Linked DNA regions of Sus scrofa: regions 2 and 3 are each linked to region 1. Evidence: chromatin contacts called from public Hi-C and HiChIP or PLAC-seq data. All regions are on one chromosome and are shown on one strand. The core of a region is the stretch at or near the end of the contact, and the rest is flanking DNA. Distances in the headings are between cores, read along the strand shown.

Region 1 (5,080 bases), core at 1,820-4,319:
TTCACATCCAAATTTCTGATCAGCAAGGGTGACTTCTGCCACTTACAAAGAACTCTTTCAGCAAAAGGTGAAAGTTGTCTTCGCTCACTGCCACCCCCACACAAGGCCCCTCGTGAATGCACACAGGTACGTGTATTCATAAGACAGCAGAAGGTTACAAACATGAAATGAAGCTGAGGAAGAGCTAACTGGAGAATTGAGAAATGCATTGCAGTATGGGTGAAAGTCAGCTGCCAGGTAACCTGAAAGTTACGTCAAATAAATGGCCAAGACCAACCTCAGTGGAAGCTGACATTTTGGCTCCAAACTTAATTTGGAACCAGGAAAGGCCTCCAGTATTTAACACATCCACTGAAGCATATGTTTATTTGCCCTCCTGGAGTTTTCCAGTCTGGCTCTGGGCCTAGGCATGAGTACTTGCAGAGCCCAAGGCCAAAGCCTCCAGAGCAGAGCCTGCTGGTCTTCCTAGGGATCAAATAGGGAGAAGCAGGGGCGGGGCAGGATCATTCCTTCTGTACCCACTCTGGCAGACCTCTAGTGTTTATCTGAAATAGTTTCAGGAAAAATGCATCAATCCTGTTGCCACTGCTTATCTCTTTGGAAGGCAACTCTCGTATTTATCCTGCTAGATAAAAACTGCCGCCAAGGACCATTTCCGTGGTTGGGCTCCCATAATCCCAACCCCTGGTGCAATTAGTCAATCCATTTCTTCGGCTTTCTGAAAAGCGTGCTGATGTTCAACCTGAAAAAGGAATCCCATAATTGCAGCTTCTTTCTAGAAGACATGCCCCAGAGCTCTTTGATGACAACTGTAAAGCTCCTTTTGGAGGCTTTTCCTTTTGGGAGCACATCATTTGGGAAAGCCGAGAGGGAAGACAAGCATTGAAGTAGGGCAGGGAAAGAAGAATGGGTAAAAGGTTTCACTTTCAGCTGAAACCATCAATTAAGGGTTTCAGAAATACAGCCATGAGTTTTGGTGTATATTAATGGCCCACCGTATTTCATTAAAAGACATGAAGAATTCTTTCCAATTCAACACATGTCACAGCAAAAGAGCCCCCCTAACGGTATAAAAAAATATTCACGATTGTCCTACTTGTAGAAGTAAGTACTAAAAACACTTCCATGTCAAATGCCCAGAGTTGAATCACCAGAGCATAATGAAATGCTTCCTGACCAGCTGATGGCACATGTCAAAGACTTAAACGCATGTTCCACAGGTACATCCCTGCTGATCCCTATTGCGGAGCTAAACATACATGAGTAGGAGAGATTTTAAAACTGAATTTAGCAATTAGCAGTTCAGCAAACTTTCAAGACTATAGGAATGTAGAAATGATTTCACATTGAACTTACACACAGAGCCAATGTACAACCATGGAACGCCGCAAACACTAAACACCTGGAAGTACTGATACCACCTATGTTAAGTGATCCTGTTGTAAAAGCTAAGGGCTCCCATTGACAAAAACACAAAAGGTGACTCAAAAGACTAAAACTAAGTGCTCATCAATATCAGGTGTTCTTGATTCATGATGATACATGATACATGACGTAGAGCTATATCTTGAGATACAAACATTATGTGGTTTGGGACACTGAACTCTTGCTATTTTGTAAGTGCTAATTATTTGACACCATCTCTTTAGTCTAGGAATGTTAGTTCTCAAAGCACTAGTATCATCTCCATGACACCCAAAACATAGTGAAAACAGAAAAGCTCACGAAAGGAAAAATTTCAAAAATCAGAAAAGATATCCTCTCCACTGCATTGTTCAGTCATAAAATATAAGTGACAATGTATTTTAGGGTACACTACATATAGAAATGTCACTTCCATATGATAGCAATCAAATGATTACATCTCCTTGTAGTTTTCAAATGTACTTCCTCAGAGACATTGTTCCACTTGACCCTCACAACAATTCTATTCAAGGCATATGGAGGTGGTGGTGTCCTCATTTTAGAAGGGCACTGAGATTTGGGGAGAGTCATAGGGGATCCCAGCAATTAATAACAGCCACGAAAGCAAATACCCAGGCTGTGACTCTCAGTCCAGATGCAGAATAAAAAAAAACACCCCCGCATTTCACAAAATTGACTGTGGATTCTGCAACTATCCCAATAGCAGAGGAAGGCTGGGAACTTCTGTTAACAACAAAACCCGTGTACACCATGATTGCAAGAGTGGACGAAGAATCATAAACGTTTCTTCACATAACATGAATACTGATGGACTTTCTGAGCAGCTGCCAGGAAATTCCTAAACAGAGCCAAGAGAAAAAGTATTTTCTAAAGTTCCTGATATACCTTAAAGAGCTCTGTGAAATCTTTTCAAGTGGAATCAGTTAATGCCAGGAAAATCATTACTACTGCACGCGGAGTCACCCAAAGAGGTAAAAAAATGAAATTCAAATTTTAAACTAAAAAGAAAACAAAAACCAAAAAAAACACCTTGTCGGCTTTTCCTAAGACCAACAACTTTGGGGCTGGCCATTTTTTTCCCTACGAAAAACCCTGTGCTCTCTGGGGATGAGAGGTGGAATTGCTAAAGATCACAAATGTGAACAGTCTGGTTTCACAAACAGGTCCTTCTGAGCATCAGTATACAAGTGAGCGCGAACTCTTCCCCCAGGGGTAAGAGAAGGCTCGATGGTACTGAGCACGGAAAAAAGCCCCCCGAGGACGGCGAGAAAGCGCAGAGCGGCACGGCAGCTGGCTCTCTCCGAGCCCCGGGTGCTGACCACGCGCTCGGAGCACCGGAGCCGGGAGCCGCCCTCCCCGTCCTGCCGCGCGCCGGGCGGCCCGGACCTACCAGCGAGAGCACTTTATAGGTGTTGGGGTCCTTGGCCGTGCGGGCGCGCGCCGCCTTCTCCAGCTGCTCCTCCCCCAGGTCCATGGGGGCCAGCAAGGACGCGGCCGCCTGCGGCTCCCCGGGCGCCTCGGCGCCGTGGCCGCGGCCCGAGTCGCGGCCATTCCCCGCAGGGCCCTCCCGGGAGCCGCGCCCGCCCTCGCCGCCGCGGCTCCCGCCCCCGGCACAGCCGTCGCGCTCCATCGTGGCCCCGGGCGCTCGGGTCCCACAGCCCCGCTGCGCCTTTAATAGACTCCGAGCCCGCCCCGCCCCACCCCGCCCGCCGCCGCCGCCGCGCCCGCCCCTCGCCGCCAGACCTTTGGCTCGGCGCCCGCCGCCCAGCACTACGAGTGAGGGGAAAGCAACTCAACGCCCCGGATTATTTGGCTTCCTGTCTGATTTCGGGCACTCTGCGTGTCGGTTATTTTGGGTCCTTTACGTGGGCGCGTCTTTACCGCCCCCCACCCCCCACCCCAAGCCTTCCCCTCCCGATGCCCCGGGCAGCATCCGAACACTTGCAGGAATCGCCCTGCGTGGCCTCGCGGCGCGGGCTGGACTGGAATTGCAGAGTGTGGTCTGCAGAGGGCATGAGATCACGGGGGCCCCAAAATAGAGCGGGAGGAAAAGGAGGATGCAGCTGCCCCGGCGGTGCGGCTTCTCAAACGCGGGAGAGTGGAGTCGGGACAGACCTGGGTGTTGCTGGATGGGCTAGCAGAGAGGCTGTAGGGTCAAGCGTGGGAGGCAGTCAACTTCTTTTTTTCCTACGTAGAAATAAAGAAGTATTCCCTCAAAGCCTTGCTGCCCACTACCTATGCGACTCTGAGAGTAGACTGTGTGTCCTTAAAACATCTGATTTTTCAAATACACACTTTTAAGAGATATTTCGTTTTCTGTGGTTTCTGTGTTTGGGGAACTGCCCTTGCTTTAACATATTTATTAGTTCTTCTAGACTTTCGCGATTAAAAGCTTCAAAGTGTTGGCGCTGCGCTATCCTGAGGTTGCTGCTGATTACTTGGCAACATCGAAAATTTTAACACACTCTGGACTACTTTGACACTTTGATTTTGAACTAGGGCACGAACAATAGGCTCTAATTCTTGGTAGGTTTTGATTCTGCAACCTTTCCCTTTCCTTGCTCATCAGTTAGAAAAGCCACAAGCCTGGTAGTGTAGTGAGGCTCCCCTGTCAGTGAGGGAACAGTGACTTTCAACCTGCTTTGCGCTGTCCGGAACTGACTTTAGTGACCAAGGAAGGTTCCACAATCCAATATCATTTCATGTTCTTTTTGATTACACGAACATACAAAAAGATGTTTAAAATGAGAATGGATGTTTTAACAGATGTAAAGTGTGTGTTGTCCTCCTTAAAGTAGTTAACTCAGGACACTTTCCAATTATATTGATTGATTGATTCATTCATTCAACAATGAATCCTTCACTTCAATCTCCTGGCCACCAAACATGCATACCACATGAAAGGTAAATAAAAGTATGTCTCTCCCAAGTGGCTCTCAGTCTGATCAAAGGAGGTGAGGGCAGTTAAAAAAGAAATTAAAACCCAGATCATATGTGCATAATAGAATCTCACAGAGGATGTTATGACAGCGTAGTGGAGAGGATAGCTGACATCTGGAAGAAGTGAAGGCCATCCCTCAAAGCATTATTGAGCTCTTTTTATTTATTTATTTTTTAAATTACCTTTGAGTCAGCTTACAAACCACCCAAGAGAAACAGGTTTTCACTGTTTCATAGCCTCACATATTTTTTTTAACCCCAAACTTGGCTCTAAATTTTCCTTTGACTGTTTCCAAAACTCAAATTCAAGGACAAAAATTCACTCCATGGAGACTGGTCAAAGGCGTGTCAAAACTTCTAAGAGCAACTCAGCAGAGTCCATCCAAAGTGGCTTTGACCCTGAGAAAACAAATGGAATAAGTGTATTGTCTGCATCCCAAGTCAACAAGTGATTTTAAAGACTCCACCCATTGGTGGAGAGGATGGCAGGATCACAAACTCAAATATCCAGGGACCAGCAGGAACCATTAAAGAGCGAAGCAGCCCCCTGTAGGTGAGTGGTACCCTGTTACAGGTTGTGACCTTTACTCAGCAGGATTCTGTGCCCATTGCGGCCAGATAGATTTTTCAAGAGCAACAGGAAATTGTGATGTTTGTGTGAATTCTCCAGATTGCAAAATTTTGTCTACAAAATTCAGAAAAACAATTTCTTTCC
Region 2 (5,080 bases), core at 694-3,193, 98 kb after region 1:
TGACTAGAAAAAAAGAAAGGTTACAGCTAATTGATTAGGTTGGCCTTTTAGCCATAAGCATGCTCTTTTGTAAAAACCACAAAGATGACAAAGACCTGAAAGAGCCATTTAATCAATTACTCACTACAAGCCTGTAAGACAACTGGTACATCTTTATATCTTGTTTGCCACCTGAAGGAGACCACAGCGGAAGTTAAGAATGTACTGATACGGATCATCTCTGGAAAAGTCAATGAACAGTCAGCCTTCTTCTTCATTCTCATCTATATTGTGAAGGCTAGAATGCTAAGACCAGCCAACCAATAACTGTCCTTTCAAACACGGAAGCGCTAGATAGCATATAAAAGATCAAGAAATTGTCATGCTCAGGAAAACCCATGTGATCATAATAGCAGGTAAGGTTAAACAAATTTATAATGAAAGATGACTGTTAAAAGTACCACGAGACCCTAGTACATACAGCAAGACAACAAGGTCCTACTGTATAGCACAGGGAACTCTATTGAATATTCGGTGATAAACTGTAATGGAAAAGAGTATGAAAAATAATATATATATGCATAACTGAATCACTCTGCTGTACAGCAGAAGTTAACATATTGTAAATCAAATATACCTATAAAATTTTTTTAAATATTATGAGATAAATTAATAGGGACACAAACCTCACAGCCTGCCACTGTCGATCCACCAAAAGATGAGCTTTATCAATTCTGACATTTTTGGCATAGTGTAGTCGTTTTGGCAAATCAGGGGTCAGATAGGGTTTGAAATGCTGATCAGGTTTTCGGCACTGAAAAAGAAAGTATTTCCTCATGACACCTTTAAAAGATGCAAAATAATTCATAACTTCATCTCCTAAGTCAATTTATTAAACACTTTTTAAAAGTAAGAGAGTTGATTCACAGAGCAAAAACAGACTTGTGGTTGCTTAGGGGAGAGCAGGTGGAGAGGGAAGGATTGGGAGTTTGGGATGAGCAGATATTAGTATATAATAATAGTTTTATTATATACAGGATGGGTAAACAACAAGATCTTACTGTATAGCACAGGGAAATATACCAATATTCTGTGATAAGCCATAATGGAAAAGAATATTAAAAAGAATGTATATATATATACCTGTATGTACATATATCTGTATGTATAACTGAATCAATTTGCTATGCAGAAGAAATTAACACAACATTGTTAAATCAACTACACTTCAATAAAAATTTTTTTAAAGTAAGAGGATTTAAGCCTGGCAAATAAAATAGGAATATTAAACCTGTTTTCAGTGTAGTCACATTCCCTAAGTATATTGTTTTTAACTGTTGCAACATATTTAAGTTGCAATTTAAAATATGATGTAAACTATATGTTTGATGTTTGAAAGTTTTTCTTCCTGTGTATATATCTTAAATGACCATAAATACCCCTCCTTTTTTGACAGAGAATGGATAGAAGTCTAGATTTAGAGTGGCAATTACAACTTTGGAGTCTAAATTATACCTTAAAACTATGTAAAACATTCATAGATATGGGTAAATTTTTTAAAACTAGTTTAATTGCTCCAAAACATTCCTTCACATTTAACTCAATTACCCTGCATTTGCTTATTTTTCAAATCAGGTCAATAGTTTTTGAAATCTAGTACAGTCCTTCTACTTCTGAAAATTCTTTCTACATAAGAAAAAGAAGAGTCACTATGAAATAGACAAAAAACAATTTAAAAAGAAATACAGAGTAGGAGAGTGAAGAGTTATAGAATAAAAAAGGGAAGAGAAAAGAATTTATTGCACAAATATCTCCCCTATTTTTTCTTGCCTACTTTTCTATCTCTTCCAGGATTCTGGAAGAGAATGCTTTATCATTTATCATTACTTCTTTCTTAAGCTGCTATTTTGTAACTTCCAGGCAAGCACATGATGGCATCTGTTGCAAAAGCAACTTCCTCAAAGGTTCAAGGGATCAGAATGTGCCCTGAAGGACCACCGATCAATGGATGAATCACCCTTTGCCAGCTGGGTGTACAGCCAGATAAAATCCAGAGAAAACTGAGGATGCACTGCTAAGCTCTGAAGAATAATAAGGTTATTCTTTGCATTTGAGAATTTGAGACGAAGACCCTAGAGTTAAGATGAAACTTTGGTCATTTGATCTAAGAACAAAGCTGAAGCTGTTACCTGTCATGAAGCTTGCCAGTTCATGTTTGCTTATGATTGTCCAATATCAGCTCAATATAGGCCCACAGAACAGCATTCCTGGAAATACTGCACAACCACACCATTTTCCTGGGAAGAATGGACTACTTCGTAAAATGACAGTCCATTTCTTTGAGACTCTACAGCTCCAGGCCTGGTGCATGTCTGTGAGGTCATGTCATGACCATTTCCAAAGCCTGCATGTCCAATCCCTTTTGCACCACTGGGATTATTAGACGTTTGCCCTTTCTCATCTCACTAACAGGACTTCAGCTATGAGGATCGATAGGTGATGGAAAAAAGGGAAAACAATGTGTGGATTCTGAGTCCATTTGCTGATAATTTTCCACTACTGCTCCAGCTGCAAGAACACACTGCATGTACACCCCACACCAGCAGGAGGTAAGAATGCCCACCATGCTTAATCAAGACCAGAATATCAGATGTAAGAGAAAAAAAGGAAGGATTAATACTAAAGAATTTCTGCCCCAACAGTGCTTCCTACTTCAAATTTGCAGGGGGTCCCAAGTTACAGCAACCATTCTTTCCCCAATGTTTCCTAATCTTCAATCACTCACATTTCATTCTGAGTTTTTACTATAATTGCATATCACTTAGACAGAAATAAATCCAGCCCCATCCCAAGCATTGGCAAACTCATGAATCCATATAATCGTTTTACACTTGCAAATATACTTTAAGCATAGAACTATTAAAACCACCACACGAGGCTATTTCAGGTCTTTCCAGGAGTAGTGAACCCCACCTTGAAAAAATCCTGATTTCTCTAAGCTATTTCTTTTTTTGTCTTTTTAGGGCCGTACCAGCGGCATATGGAGGTTCCCAGGCTAGGGGTCCAATCAGAGCTACAGCTGCCAGCCTATACCACAGCCACAGCAATGCCAGATCCAAGCCACATCTATCACCTACACCACAGCTCACGGCAATGCCGGATCCATAACCCACTGAGTGAGGCCAGGGATTGAACCTGCAACCTCATGGTTCCTAGTCGGATTCGTTTCTGCTGGGCCACAAGGGGAACACCAGCTATCTGGTTTTTTGATCTGCTTGTTCACTTACAACCTGAGATGCAAGAGCCAATCAAAAGCAGTTACAATTACATTTAGGGTAAGGAATTTATTTTTCTGACTGGTACAAACGATCTATAATATCTGTGCTTCACTATTTTCTGATATTAAATAACAAAAAGTGTGAAAACCAATGACATCTGAAGCTCACTAGCCCAGCTCCTTTAAATGAAAGATTAGCCCATTCAATTTAGGAGTCAGCATCCCTGTTTTTCAAATGAATTTCCTATCATGGTGTCAACTCCAAAATAAGAACAACTAAAATGAAAGCAACTAACAGGAATATAAACTGTCAATGGCGAATTTAAGAAATAAATTGCAAATGGCTTAGATGGAAGTTAGAGAACACAAATTTCTTGAAACCCAGATTAAGGACATTACATTAACTTAAACATGTATGTTAAGAGACTGTACTTACACTGAGGTTCCTAACAATTTCTTCAGAATCAACTGTTTCGAAAGAAAAATAAATGTCACATTACAATTGATACTTGATAAATGCAAAAAAATGCAAAAGTTCACATGAAAATGAAAGAGACATTTATTAATGATTATGATCTGGTAAAATGAAATAAATTTTTTTTAAGAAAGACTTATTTTAGCACTTAAGAATGAAGTGGAATATATTTTAACCCAACAGTATTAGATACTACCACAGACTCTATCAATAGACTGTACTTAAATAGGGGAGTTTCTCGTTTGCTTCTGTATGGTCTTTCCAAGAAGTCAGAATAGTGGGGCTGGTAATCCCTTCATCCTCAGAATCAGAGGGCTATGGTTATTCACTTTTAGTTTTACCTTTATTTTTCCATTTCCATCTTCATACTTACAGGTAAAAAAGTCCTGAGGTATATTGCGAGCCCTGATGCGGGGGGCAGGTCCTTCATACATGTAGAAGTTTATTTGGGAAAAATAATCAGTCATATATTCCTGTTTTTCACAATAAGTCTGATCCATTCCTGAATTAAAAAAAAATTATCCACTGAATGTATAAGATAGTAACAATTGGTTGTCTTTTGATCGGGTCAAATAGGAGTCATATTACATTATGGATCTCAAACCAAGTTTCCCTGAGAACCTCTAGGAGTTACCCAATTACTTTACTCCAAGTGGCAGGCCTTAAAAACCCTGGCAGTGGAAGAGAAGGATCATGCTTATAAGAGAAGAATAGACAGGAATTATAAACAAATCATCTAGTCAATGTTGATCGATTAAAGTAATTTCAAAGAAGAAAGTTCTGTCAGAAGCTAAATAAATCTTTTTTTTTTTCTTTCTTTCTTTTTTTTTTTTTGTCTTTTTGCCTTTTTCTAGGGCCGCTCCCATGACATATGGAGGTTCCCAGGCTAGGGGTCAAATCGGAGCCATAGCTGCTGGCCTATGCCAAGGCCACAGCAACGCAGGATCCGAACCGCGTCTGCAACTTATACCACAGCTCATGGCAATGCCAGATCCTTAACCCACTGAGCAAGGCCAGGGATCGAACCCACAATCTCATGGTTCCTAGTCGGATTCGTTAACCACTGTGCCACAACGAGAACTCCGCTAAATAAATCTTTATAAATAAGGCAACATGCTATATTTTAAAATTTTTAAATAAAACTGTAACATGCATTTTTATAAAACAATATATTTAGAGAATATTTACTTTTCACATATGTATTATGTAAATTTACATACATAGTATATGTTCTAAAAAAGTTTTGGTAGTTAAATTTTTTAATTTGAAGATTCTTCAGACTCCATCCAAATTTATATTTTTATTAATTTTATTATTTGTATATTTTATCATTTATTTTCACAAAAGAA
Region 3 (5,080 bases), core at 1,392-3,891, 74 kb before region 1:
TTGAATCCAATCTAGTTGCAGTGTGCTATTGAGTTACATAGCAGTGTTATTTTAAAAACAGGTAAGTAGGCAGATAAAAGCCCCACAAGTTTACAGCCTGTTTCTGCTTGGACTTTAATTAAAGTGAGTAATTTTTCAAAGCAGTGAATTTATGTCAAGGTGTAGAATGATAGAGAATTCAGAACTGCAGGTTTTATCTGAGATTTTTTTAAACTGAGAAAATTTGAGCAATGAGATCTATTCATTGGACGGAGAAAATTTGGTTTTCATTTATTTAAAATCATTTCAAGTTTGCATTAGCTTATAAACTTTCAGTTCTGAGATGTCTGTTTTACTTCCTTTATTTAAACCCAGCACAATGCCATCTAAGTGGAGGCATAAAAAATTTTCAATAGTGAAAAATATCCAGATATCAAGGGACAAAATTATCAAGAAATGTACAAATCCCATTTCCTGAATATTTATTGTTTTGTATGTCTATTCTGTGAAAGTAAAGTTGATTCTGATTCTGAGTTCTGAATTTCTGATATATAAGAAATTGGATGTGGGTTTTAACAGTACTGGTAGATAGGAGTTTGCAGTTAACATGTACACACTACTATATAAACTAGATAACCAATAAGGATCATCTATTGTATAGCACAGGGAACTATACTCGATATTTTGTAATAACCTATAAGGGTAAAGAATCTGGAAAAGTTACATATAAGTGCGTAATTGAATCACTGTGTTGTACACCTGAAACTTACACAATGTATATCAACTATATGCTTAGTAAAATTTTGTTGCTATTTTTTGCTTTTTAGGGCTGCACCCACGGCATATGGAGGTTCCCAGGCTAGGGGTCGAATTGGAGCTGCAGCCACTGGCCTACACCACAGCCACAGCAACAGAGGATCTGACCTGCTTCTGCAACCTACACCACAGCTCACAGCTACACGAGATCCTTAACCCACTGAGTGAGGCCAGAAATCAAACTCACAACCTCATGGTTTCTAGTTGGATCTGTTTCTGCTGTGCCACGACAGGAATGCCCAAATTATTTCTTTAATTTTAGAAAATTAAAAAAAAATTTAAAGCACTTCTGGATATTTTTATTAAAATCCTCAAATTGTTCCCTGAATTGAGGGTTTGGGAGCAAATATGAAGGTAAATTTATCCTTTTTTTTTTTTTTTTTGTCTTTTTGCTATTTCTTTGGGCCGCTCCCTCGGCATATGCAGGTTCCCAGGCTAGGGGTCGAATCGGAGCTGTAGCCGCCAGCCTACGCCAGAGCCACAGCAACGCGGGATCCGAGCCGCGTCTGCAACCTACACCACAGCTCACGGCAACGCCGGATCGTCAACCCACTGAGCAAGGGCAGGGACCGAACCCGCAACCTCATGGTTCCTAGTCGGATTCGTTAACCATTGCGCCACGACGGGAACTCCCTGAAGGTAAATTTAAAACGATCACATTGGGGTGGAATGAAAGTGACTTTTAAAAATATTGCTTCCTTTTGCTATCCGGTGGGTATAATCCCAATTCTAGAGATTCTTTCATTTCTAGTAGACTAAAACCTATTTTATGCATCTGTGGTTTCTAGCATGGATATGATTTCTAGGAAATATCTTTTTTTTTTCTTCAGTCACTATTAATATGTCATGGAGAGGATAACTGCAAAAATTTCATGTTGAGGAGTTCCCGTCATGGCGCAGTGGTTAACGAATCCGACTAGGAACCATGAGGTTTCGGGTTCGGTCCCTGCCCTTGCTCAGTGGGTTAACGGTCCGGCGTTGCCGTGAGCTGTGGTGTAAGTTACAGACGCGGCTCGGATCCCGCGTTGCTGTGGCTCTGGCGTAGGCCGGTGGCTACAGCTCCGATTCAACCCCTAGCCTGGGAACCTCCATATGCCGTGGGAGCGGCCCAAGAAATAGCAACAATAACAACAACAACAACAACAAAAAGACAAAAGACAAAAAAAAAAAAAAAATTTCATGTTGAAAAAAATCTATGGAAGTTATAAGTTGAAGACTTTCCTCCTGGTTTCAGACCATTTTATTATTTAAAATTATTTTTTTTATGATAGTTGCTTTACATTGTTCTGTCAATTTCCGCTGCACAGCAAAGTGACCCAGTCAGACCATTTTAAATACTAGAAGGATATACATATATGCCTGTTACTTGTTTTTACTTCGAAGTACACTAAATGTAATTGAAATATCAAAAACAAGGATATAAGCCACAGATCAGAAATGGATATTTACTCTGTGAACCTGAAGTGAACTTTGGATCGTTTTTCTTCTGACAACACAGCTGTGGTTAATTGTCTACCACCTCTGCCCTCAGTATCAATCCCTAGAGAAACACCCCCCTTCCCCCTCCCTCACCCTACACACACACACACACACACACACACACACACACACACGCACAGAGGAAAGCAGGCAAGCTTCTATATATACAACTTTTATTTGTCAATCCACATTTCTTAGCTTAGAGACACTTAGTCTACAGAAGGTTTTTTTCCTACCTTACAAATATTTAGACTGGCCAAAAACCAGGGGAAAGGCCATGATAAAGTTTGACTTGGTACTTAGGAAAGCACCCGCACACCAAATTCCTGTGATAGGCTTCAGCGTCAACTGTCATCACATTCAGTTTCAAAGTTCAAACAACAGTTTCAATTGTAGATAAACACGTACCCAGAGATCCAGGCAGGACAGTTACTGCGGCTAATGGCAGAAAAGAGTCAAGGGTTACAGCCTTTCCTGGAGGATTTAGGAGTTCAGCTCCATTCCGGTCTGTCTTATCTCCCAAAACAGGACCAACCGGGCCAACTGGCCTACCTGTCCTCTTCATATCTACTTACCATGCTGGAACCTGAATACTTGCCTTCTTCTCCCTAAGGTTTGCCCTCTTTTCTCTGATTCTTGGAAATATTTAAGTTTCCACCTGATTTTTTTGCTTTGCCATGAATAAACTACCTGGCTAGAAAATGCTGTATAGGAGTTACTTACCTCATTTAAGAAGTTCTGATTGGAGGCATGGCAGCAGCAAAATTAGGGATAAATAAATAAAGGCTTTGCTGTTCATTTGAAAAGGAAAGAATAGCCTTTGTTGAAAAAGTAGGATAAAGACATTTCTGTATTTGATCATATGGATTTACCATTCAAATTGGGAAAGCAGAGACTAGTCACATGTTTTAAGTTGATGAAAGAGGGAAAGAAAGGGTCTCTTTCAAGATGAGAAGAAAAAAAAAATACTGTATAAAAACAACTGTACGAAAGCTAAGTAGGAACAGATGTGGATGTCTTTTCCTTTAAAAAATCATCACAGAATTTATAGTCTGACATTTCTTTTAAGAACAGGGGATTAACAAAAATGAAACCACTGCATATTGCAAGCTGGTCCCAGTGACACTTGCAGAAAATATCAGAAGTAACCACAAATGGAAAAATGCCCAAAATGTATCTCTCCAGTGGAGGCTAGAATGCCCTTTCCTCACCTATTCACCTGAAGAGCTCCAATGCATCCTTCAAGTCCTAGTCCAGTTGTCACCACTTCTGAGAAGCCACTGCTGCTACTGCCAAGCAGCACCCAGTGCCTCCTTTATGATCCCTGGCACCTGGCCCATGGCTCCATTATAACATTTACCATCTTTTAGGGATCATTTACACATCTGCTGCCTCCCCTCTTTCTCTAAGACTATAAGGATGGTAACTTGGTTTTCATGCACTCCTGGTGTCTAGAAAAGGGGAAAGGCATCTATCCATTTAAGATCTGCTAAGATGCTCTACATAGAGGCAACTGTGTCTGCATGTGTTCTGAAGAATATATAAAAATCAATGAGACACTTCTACAAAGAAGTAGATATCCTTCTGCTAAGTGCAGATAAAAAGCATAGTTATTATACATAAGACAAATATAGACAGACTATGAGAGGTGGAGAAAATGCAGACAGGCTAGGGACCTCAAGACCCAAGGAACAACATTGATTTGTTCAACAACTAATGAGTTCCCCTGGATTTTTTTTTTTTTTTTTTTTAGTTCATAGATCTCAGACTTGCTAACAGAGGAAGTCAGCAACCTGGAAATGCCAATGAGTATAAATGAAAAGAGGCCCCAAGAAAGGCCTGCTATCTCTCCAGCCAAAAGGCCAGAAAAGGAGTAGCTTAGCAAGAGAGAAAAAAATAACCATTCCACTCCAGCCAAACACCACAGAAAAGACCATGACTCCAACCATGCAGCAAAGACAGAGGCTTGCCAGGCTGTGAAGAGGTGCCCCAAGTCCTATGCCAGGATGACGTCAGAGAAGGCTGAGTAGAAAGCTGATCATTTTATCCTCACCTGTTGATAATAAAGCCTTCCCTGCCACTCCTGTCCACAGCATCAGTAACAAGGTGCCCTGCACATCCCAGACAGGAAGGCGTCTGGGATGCCTTCCAGTAGGAAACTAAATTCCCTCTGCCCAGTAAAAAGGGTCTCATCTCACCCCAAGTGCCAATGGAGGCTGAGTAAGGAAACTGGACGCTTTCACAGCTGGCAATAATGAGACAGTGCCCCCGATTCCTCTGCCAGGGTGATGACAAGAGAAAGTCATCTAAAACGGAAGGTTTAAATAAGATCTACAGTCTCATACATAATCCCTAAAATATCCAGATTTCAGTGGAAAATCATTCATTACATGAAGATCCAGAAAAATCTTCTTAAATGAAAAAAGACAATAGGTGTCAATGCAAAGACACATGTCAGAATTATCTGACAAAGATTTTATGACAATCATCATAAAAATGCTTCAATAAGCATTTATGAGTATGTTTGAAACATTGAAGCATTTATGAGTATGTTTGAAACATAGAAATTCGCAGCAAGAGATAAAAATTCTCAGCAAAGAAATCAAAGTTATAAAAAAGAACCAAATGGAATTTTTAGAAATAAAAAATATAATAACTGAAATATAAAAATCAATGGATAGCCTCAACATCAGAATGGATTAGGCAGAGGAAAGAATCCATGAACTTGAAGAGAGAACAACAGAAATTAACCAATCTGAACAACAGAGGGGAAAAAAATACTTTAAAATTTTCTAAATCATTAAAA

Evidence for each region. A called contact is a pair of places that touch in the nucleus more often than the background predicts. HiChIP or PLAC-seq counts read pairs in DNA pulled down with a chosen protein or histone mark.
Region 2: an H3K27ac HiChIP or PLAC-seq map of alveolar macrophages shows a contact between it and region 1. The contact joins the enhancer-like site here to the promoter of ENPP1 in region 1. A contact is called at or near these places in 1 of 5 promoter capture datasets (liver), 8 of 47 Hi-C or Micro-C datasets (embryonic fibroblasts, epiblast stem cells, liver and 3 more) and 1 of 2 datasets of contacts at active chromatin or transcription factors (alveolar macrophages).
Region 3: a contact with region 1 is called in a Hi-C map of liver, with 2.1 times the contacts expected there. The contact joins the enhancer-like site here to the promoter of ENPP1 in region 1. A contact is called at or near these places in 1 of 5 promoter capture datasets (liver) and 9 of 47 Hi-C or Micro-C datasets (embryonic fibroblasts, fetal heart ventricle, fetal liver and 3 more).

Annotation. Positions count from the first base shown.
Region 1 is chr1:31,793,525-31,798,604 of Sscrofa11.1, forward strand. It overlaps ENPP1 (ectonucleotide pyrophosphatase/phosphodiesterase family member 1), which reads right to left and starts at 3,070. Exons shown (of 25, transcript XM_021087933.1): 1 at 2,816-3,070. The coding sequence starts at 3,055.
Region 2 is chr1:31,892,553-31,897,632 of Sscrofa11.1, forward strand. ENPP3 (ectonucleotide pyrophosphatase/phosphodiesterase family member 3) reads right to left here. Exons shown (of 24, transcript XM_021087960.1): 12 at 4,105-4,233; 13 at 3,693-3,724; 14 at 666-793. Among named protein-coding and RNA genes, the nearest start is that of ENPP3, 37 kb to the right of the region's middle. Within about 2 kb of position 1,944, at least 3 of the 83 cell types and tissues checked have an H3K27ac peak or open chromatin away from gene starts, as enhancers often do. A contact at or near this core is called in alveolar macrophages and liver, where this site is marked.
Region 3 is chr1:31,720,285-31,725,364 of Sscrofa11.1, forward strand. It overlaps ENPP1 (ectonucleotide pyrophosphatase/phosphodiesterase family member 1), which reads right to left. Exons shown (of 25, transcript XM_021087933.1): 25 at 4,006-5,080. Among named protein-coding and RNA genes, the nearest start is that of CTGF, 48 kb to the left of the region's middle. Within about 2 kb of position 2,642, at least 14 of the 83 cell types and tissues checked have an H3K27ac peak or open chromatin away from gene starts, as enhancers often do. A contact at or near this core is called in fetal liver and liver, where this site is marked.